2 separate regions of the Mus musculus genome follow, and region 1 is linked to region 2. The links are chromatin contacts, called in public Hi-C maps. All regions are on one chromosome and are shown on one strand. The core of a region is the stretch at or near the end of the contact, and the rest is flanking DNA. Distances in the headings are between cores, read along the strand shown.

Evidence for each region. Hi-C and Micro-C count contacts between places; a contact is called where the count stands out from the background.
Region 1: a Hi-C map of liver shows a contact between it and region 2, with 7 times the contacts expected there. The contact joins the promoter of Slc3a1 here to the enhancer-like site in region 2. A contact is called at or near these places in 10 of 39 promoter capture datasets (the 3T3-L1 cell line, the HPC-7 cell line, HPC-7-derived erythroid cells and 6 more), 20 of 484 Hi-C or Micro-C datasets (CD4 T cells, CD8 T cells, the G1E-ER4 cell line and 12 more), 1 of 115 datasets of contacts at active chromatin or transcription factors (intestinal villus epithelium) and 3 of 9 other capture datasets (adipose tissue, liver and pancreatic islet).

The regions. Positions count from the first base shown.
Region 1 is chr17:85,026,221-85,030,076 of GRCm38.p6, reverse strand. It overlaps Slc3a1 (solute carrier family 3, member 1), which reads right to left and starts at 1,730. Exons shown (of 10, transcript NM_009205.2): 1 at 1,219-1,730. The coding sequence starts at 1,645.
Region 2 is chr17:84,894,754-84,898,153 of GRCm38.p6, reverse strand. No RefSeq gene overlaps it. Among named protein-coding and RNA genes, the nearest start is that of 1110020A21Rik, 61 kb to the left of the region's middle. Within about 2 kb of position 1,368, at least 8 of the 459 cell types and tissues checked have an H3K27ac peak or open chromatin away from gene starts, as enhancers often do. A contact at or near this core is called in liver and pancreatic islet, where this site is marked.

The DNA of each region.
Region 1 (3,856 bases), core at 481-2,980, 130 kb before region 2:
CCCTGGTTCTGGGTTGTCAAAATCCAACTTCACCAACACTTGCTGAGTAAGAGAGGCAACAGAAGCTCACAGAGGCCATAACCATCCAAAGTAGCAAGGGACCGTGATTAAGGTGGAAGATAAAGCCTAATCAAGGTGGCAGCTCTGAGTTGTGCCTCTGGGGACAGATAGACAGTGAGGATGGAGGCATTATTTTTTAGAGTGGAAAGGCTGCTGAAATAGGCCGGTGGTAGGCACAGCCCTGGGATCCACATCCACAGCACTGAGAGTGAGGAGAAAAAGTCAGAGAAAGGGAAACAACCGGACAGGGTACAAAAAGAAGCCTTTCATTAAGGAGGTGGGGGTGTGCTCACGCACTGACTCTACCACACCATCTTGGTTTCTTCTTCAAACAAATAATCATTGCAAGAAAAGAATTTCCTTCCTAGTTTATCTCTTCTTACTGCACGCCCTTTAAAAATATTCTCTCTCTCTGTCTCTCTCTCTCTCTCTCTCTCTCTCTGTGTGTGTGTGTGTGTGTGTGTTTAGTCCAGGATGTCCTGGAACTCATTACAAGCAGAGGGATAGCAACCAACTCTATTCTGTCCTAAACCACGGTGACCCAGCCAATCCAGTTTACGCCCACTGTCTAGCAGTTTCAATCTTAACATGACCGATGGAGCATTCAATTATAAGGATAAGAAATTACATATAGGACTTTTAGTTTAATTTTAAAAAATACAAAATTTTGGTTCTATTCTTCTACTACTATGGCTATTGCTGTGGGAAATCCATTATTAGGCAACAACTAACACACTGTTGGTTCTAGCTTGCTCTCCTCTCTCAGGATTGAAACTTGAAGAGTCTTCCCCTTCCGCAGACATCACATTTATATAACACGATGTATTTATTAATAAACTCTCAGCTAGACTACAAGCTGTGCCTGTGCCAGGAGAGCTAGTCTCAGATGAAACACGGAGCTACAAAATTTCAGGATCGACGAGTGAACATGTGCATGGGTTTAGTGGACGAGAGATTCAACAACCCCGTGGCTCTAAAGCCTTCAGCAGATAGCCTTGCATCAAGAGCAAGGCTTGCTGACTTCTGCTGCGTGGGGCTTGAATTAACTCCCAGGAAATGGGTGCCAGCCACCCTGGAATGTGCTTACAACACAAGCCAGGCACAGAATGGGGCCACAAACCACCCTCCACTAGTTGGTCCTGAGCGGCGAACACGCACCTTTCAGGTCTCCATTCCCATCCTTGTCACTGTCCTTAAAAGACCTCGGGTAGATCTGGTATATGGGACCTGCTTGCCACCAGTCAAGGCATTTTGGAGAGATGACGATGATGGCTATGGTGGCTCCAATGAGCAGGAACACGGAAACCACGGTGAGCCAGAAGAGGATCTCTCGGGGCACCCGGTAGCGAGCCTGGCCGGAGAACTGGAAGAGTACTTCCTTGGGCATCCCTGCATAGGGCCGCACCGCCTTTAGGTGAGGCTCCTCTGGAGCAGGGATACTCACGGCGTTGGGCTGTGGGGTGTCCCTGGAGCCTGGGTCTGGGTCCTGCTCCGGAATGTCTTCATTTTGGACAAACCCGTTATTGGTTCGGCATCCCTTCAAACTCATTTGGATGGGGTCTCTCTTGCCTTTGTCCTCATCCATGTCTACCCTGTGTAGCTCTTCCTGGTGCTTTCCAGCAGGGACAGAGGTAGAAAGGTGTCTTGCTGAGCGCTGTGCTTTGTTAATGAGCTTTGAATGGTTTATAAATAATCATGGCTGGACTTTGTCCAGCCAAGGAAGATTGCGTAAAGTTCAATAAAGGGGGTCGGGAGGAGGGGTGTGTGTGTGTGTGTGCAAAAATTATCTTTATACCGGGTGGCTGACTCATCTACAGTAACAGTATGTGAAGGAGGAGACTGCGGAGAAGAGGCAGGGTCCAAACGCTGTAAGATGCTACTTGTGTGAGTACCAACTGCCTACAGTAATGCGATTCACAAAACTACAAAGGATGGTGGGGACCCAGAGAGATGGGCAATGTGAAATGAACGCACAGAAATTATTCCCTGAAAGGGGAAACAAGTCTGATACATACTACAGGATGGATGGGCTTTGGGGACATTATGCTGAGGAAAAAAAAAAAAAAACACATCCAAGACAAATATTGTGTGGTTCCCCTTCGAGAAAGAACCTATAGTCACAGAAGCAGAAAACAGACGGGTGCTTGTGGGTTTCAGAGGAACTGTGGGAAACTGTTGGCCAATGGAATAGAATTCCACCTGGGGATTTTGATGAGTTTTCGAGATGGACAATTGTGGTCCTACAACAACGCAGACCATTTGCCACTGAGCCAATTATTAAAGAAATGGGTAGTGTTAAATCTGTTTTACAATGGTTGAAGCATCATGTTCTTTCTTTAGCTAGGTATAAAAATGATCTTGAACTAATAAGGAGAAACTGGCTGTCCCCTTTTTTTTTTAAAGTGTCTTCCTATAGACCCACGGAGGTGGCTCTGGAGGCAGGCAACATCATTTTATCCCAGGCTGACTCCAGACAGCCCTTGTGTATGACTAAGCTCTGTATGTGTGCTCAAACATTCTTGTAAGCACTTCCAGGAGGTGGGGGAGCAGGATGCTGAGCACTGCAAGTTCATGCGTTGTACTACATGCACACAGTCTTTAATCCTTGCACGTAACAGTTGTTTAATCATTGACAAGTGTAGGACACATTTGCAAGTCCCCAGAAACTTGCTGAAAGGCTGGCCTTAGAGATTCCCCAGGTCTCAAGGAATGAGATGATCAGCCACACTTGGAAGCTTTGATTAGACTTTTTTTTTTAATTAAAAAAATTGTGTGTGTGTGGGTGGGTGGGGGGGATGCGGTGTTGAGAGACGGTTCAGTGGACACTGTCAAGTTGGATGTCTCCTTCCACTTTGCCTGGGTTCTGGGGTCGAACCCAGGTGCAGCACCCGTTGTTTCCTGTTGTCTGGGTGCCCAATACTACAGGGTTTTCTGTAGAGCAACTTAGTGTTCTTGTTTAATGCAGTCATGACATGTCAACCCCCCTCATACCCTGCAATGGTGTTTCTCATCATTAATTATACATGAAACTTTTATAACGAAGCAGTTGTGTGCTGCTGTTTGTTTTGACCAAGTCTCACTATGCATCTCTAGCTAGCTCAGAAGTCACTATAGCAGACAGACATGGCTGGCCTTGAATTCAGAGGTGGCTAATGGAATGAGCTCCTTTTCATGTCTCGATACTGTTATCTGTCAAATAATAAACACACCATAGAAATATCCCTGTTCACCCTCCCCACACTGTGGCTGAGGTTGCACACACTACAGTCCTTGAGCATGTGTGGGAACTGGACTAGTAGCTGGGCTCTGGCCTGGAGGGCACTTTTAACAATAAAACAAATCGTGAGCTCACTGCTTGGCCCACTAGAGTAACACTTTTCAGTTTACTACACCAAGGCAGAGCCACTAAGGGCAAACCACAAGTCGTAGGATATGTCTGCAACAAGCAAGCAACCAAAGCACTTACCTTTAACATGAAACGTTTATGCTGGCAGATCTTACGCAGATGTGCATATCGTGGAACTTCATACTACCCGGTCAGACATTAAATGTCAGCAGAAAACTTGGAAGAGATGGTTTAAATGGACATCTCACACAGAATGGTTTATTATACCACAGAAAAAAATAGCGTTTCTCAATCACATTAACAACACATTCTGCAGATAAGGAAACTTATCTAGACAAATGAAATCTACGAAGTAATTTGGCAATGTGTGCCAAGAGCATTGACATTTTGTGGGGTAATTGAGGCTAGCCATACTATACTTTGAAACAGACACTACACTGACTTGAGACA
Region 2 (3,400 bases), core at 119-2,618:
AACATCCGTTTACCTGTGTCTGCTTCAGTGAAACGTTCTTTGACATAACTGACTTTCCCCAGAAACCAGATGTTTCCACCTCAGCCCCCCGATTAAAGGCTGTCTTAGTGAGGGTTTTACTGCTATGAACAAATACCATGACCAAGGCAACTCTTATAAAGGACAACCTTTAATTGGGGCTGGCTTACAGGTTCAGAGGTTCAGTCCAGTATCATCAAGACAAGAATGTGACAGCATCCAGGCAGGTAGAGCTAAGAGTTCTACATTTCATCTTAAGGTCGACAGGAGAAGACTTGCTTCCAGGCAGCTAGGTTGAGTCCATGCCCACAGTGACACACCTACTCCAAAATAGTGCCAGTCCCTAGTCTAGGCATACTCAAATCATCGCAGATGCTTTCTTTTTATAAGATTTGCCTTGGTCATGGTGTCTCTTCACAGTAATAGAACAGTGACTTAGGACACTTACTCTTACCAGTTTCCCCTAAATAAATAAATAGAAATTCTCTGTGCCCTCATTCACTGGCAAATGCGTTCCATGGATTCTCTGGTCCTGTGCTTCAGGCTTCATTGATGCTGCTTGGGCTCTCCCCCTGCTATATAACACTGCCCACACAGTAGGCCTAGTGTCACTGTCCCAGGTTTCTTATCCCTGAGTGCTGGGTTTTTAAAAAGCCTGAACATTCCTGTGGGATTGAGTTAGTTCCTTTCGGCCTAGAATCCTACCCCTAATGTGGGAACGCTGTACCCCAACACCCCCCCCCCAAGTTCCCTTTCTTTCCCCTGTGTCTCCCTACAGGTGTGCCCCATCTAGCATGTCTGACTGCATGGGACAGGATGGCAGCCTCATACAGATGCCAAGACCTGACACTGTTGGGAGTATGGGGTGGAGGGCAGAAGGCTTCTCTGTCTGTCCAGCTGCATGGAGCACAGAGGACAGAGAGAAACAAGAGCAGAGACTAATTGAACGGAAGGCAGAGCAGCAGAATTCACTCCCAAGGAAGACAACGGTGGAATACCTTAAATTAGAAGCTTTTTAAAACGTGTCAGGGATTCCTACTGCTTTGGTTGGCTTTGGGCGTGGTTCTTTCCAGCTGTGGATGGCTGGTGGAGTTTTCCTAGCCCTGTAATTCCACTTGTGATGAGTTAGAACTAAAGCTGAAATGTGAGTCCATCAATTGCCCAGTTGGCGAATACTAGAGTTTAAATCTCCTCAAATATTTAAATATGCAGTCGCATTAAAATTCATAGCCATCTGCCTACAACGATCTAATTTGAAAACTAAGCACAATTAACTTTTAATCCTAGGTCAGCTTTCCCAGTGCCACCTGCCCTCTTCCCCCTACCTGCAGCAGACAGTGTGTGTGCTCAGAGCACTGGAGACCTAGTTAAGTATTAACATGAGACATGTATCCCTGGGAAGATGGGTAGACACGCACACCTCCTATTCCAACATCTCAGTGAGTCCTGTGTTTCGAACTCTAAAACTAAATTCAGTGAATTCAGAGTGTGGGGTGTGTCTGTCTCACAAACCCACATGTTCTACATTGAGAAGTGGGCAGAACTTCCCAGAAAGCCAAAGATGAACTTCTGGAAACAGCACCCAGGGAGTTTCAGGATCTGTGCCTACTTCTGGTTCACTGAAGTGGGAGTCCTTAGGTTTGGGGAAGGATCTGGGTGATTTGCAGTCTGATGAAGTAGACTGCTTTGCCTCAATTCTTTGTTGCCTTAATGTTGGGTGAGAAGAAATCCTACCTTCCCCTGCTCCAAAGGGACAGACAGACTCAGGCTTAATGGGCTAACACCAGTTTCCACCTGGAAGCTCCTGTGATTAAGCATCCTCCCCCCCAACCCCCCACCAGCACAGAGCTTAAGTCGGCTCAGCCAGGGTGCTTCGATCAGCACCTCAGGAGCCAGCACGCTTAGAGAGAGCAGCCCTTCTGCGAAGACTCTCTGCTGATTGTGCATATGTTTTGATTCATAAGTTTGATATAGTCTTGTCTTGTGTTGCCCAGTCTAGCTCCGACCTCCCAGGGTCAAGCAATCCTCCTGCCTCAACCTTGTAAGTAGCTGGGACTATAGGTGCCTGTCAACATACCTGGCTGCAGTTCAGTATTCAGGTTAAATGGAGCCTCTGACTGAATAATGACCCATTGGGGGGAAATAAAGTCACTCATGGGAAATGGGCTATGCCTCCAGGCTACAGCGTTCTCAATGAGTCAAAAACTAGATGGCATCTGGGGGCTGAAATCTCAGGGTGTCAGCTAAATTTGGCCTTTGCAAAGAGAAATCAGGTCACAAGGACAGTATTTTTGGCCAAAGGTGACTGCAAAGGAAGAAATCTAAAATAGTCACTAATGAAAACCATGATAATTATTAACTTCAGGATACACAAAGCGATAACACATTTTAATCACAGTGCCCTACAAATGGTCCATGTAGTTTACATTTGTAAACACTAGGTGCTGATTTAGCAAAAATGAATTTTATGGAAAGAATTATGGAGAAAAATGAGAGAGCACGAGTGCTGAATTCTCCTTTACTGTTATTGAGAAATAATGCATCTGCCTTTGTTTATTTATTTTTGTGAGTTTACATCATGTTGGGGACAGAGGGCAAAGAGTGCGTGTGCCAGCTGCCCAAGCATGGAGGTCAGAAGGCAACTGTGCAGAGCTCGTTTCCTTCTTACATTTCTATGTGGGCTCTGAAGATTTAAAAAGCAGGTGCTGGTGGTGTAGGGAATAATTTGTACATGCGTAATGTTTAAATTATGACAATGTATAAAGAAGAGAGACTGTTGAATTTCCTCTCCCTCTCCCTTTGCCTCTCTCTCTCCCTCTCCCTCCCCACCTCTGTGTGTGTGTGTCTGTGTGTACATGTGTGTGTGTGTTTGTGTGCCTTTCTCTTTCCCTCTCTCCTAAAAACAAGGTCTGTAACCCAGGCTGACTTCAGCCTCCATTCCCCCTACCTTGAGGAAGTCCACTCTGGGTTCCCACTCTCTGTCCACTGCTTCATTACTCTTTTAATATTATTATGGGGCATTTAAAATTATGTGCATGTACTCATTTTAAAAACTCAAAAATTATCTTTCTTCTAAAGGCCAAAATGAAACAGAAGGTCTATACAATCACAAGAGTGTCAAAAAGGCAAAGTTGACTTCAATTCCAAATCTGTCCTGAGACATGAGAAAGGACCGAAGGGACACAAGGAGACCGCAGGGCCTCACAGTGCACTTAAACACGATTGGTAGCCACTAGGCTTAATAACAAGAACACTGAATTTGTACTCCTGTATGGCATGATTTTAGAATTTCTAGTTATATATTATTACATTATAAAAGAAATTAAAACTGGGAATGTGCCAGGTGGTGGTGGCACACGCCTTTAATCCCAGCACTTGGGAG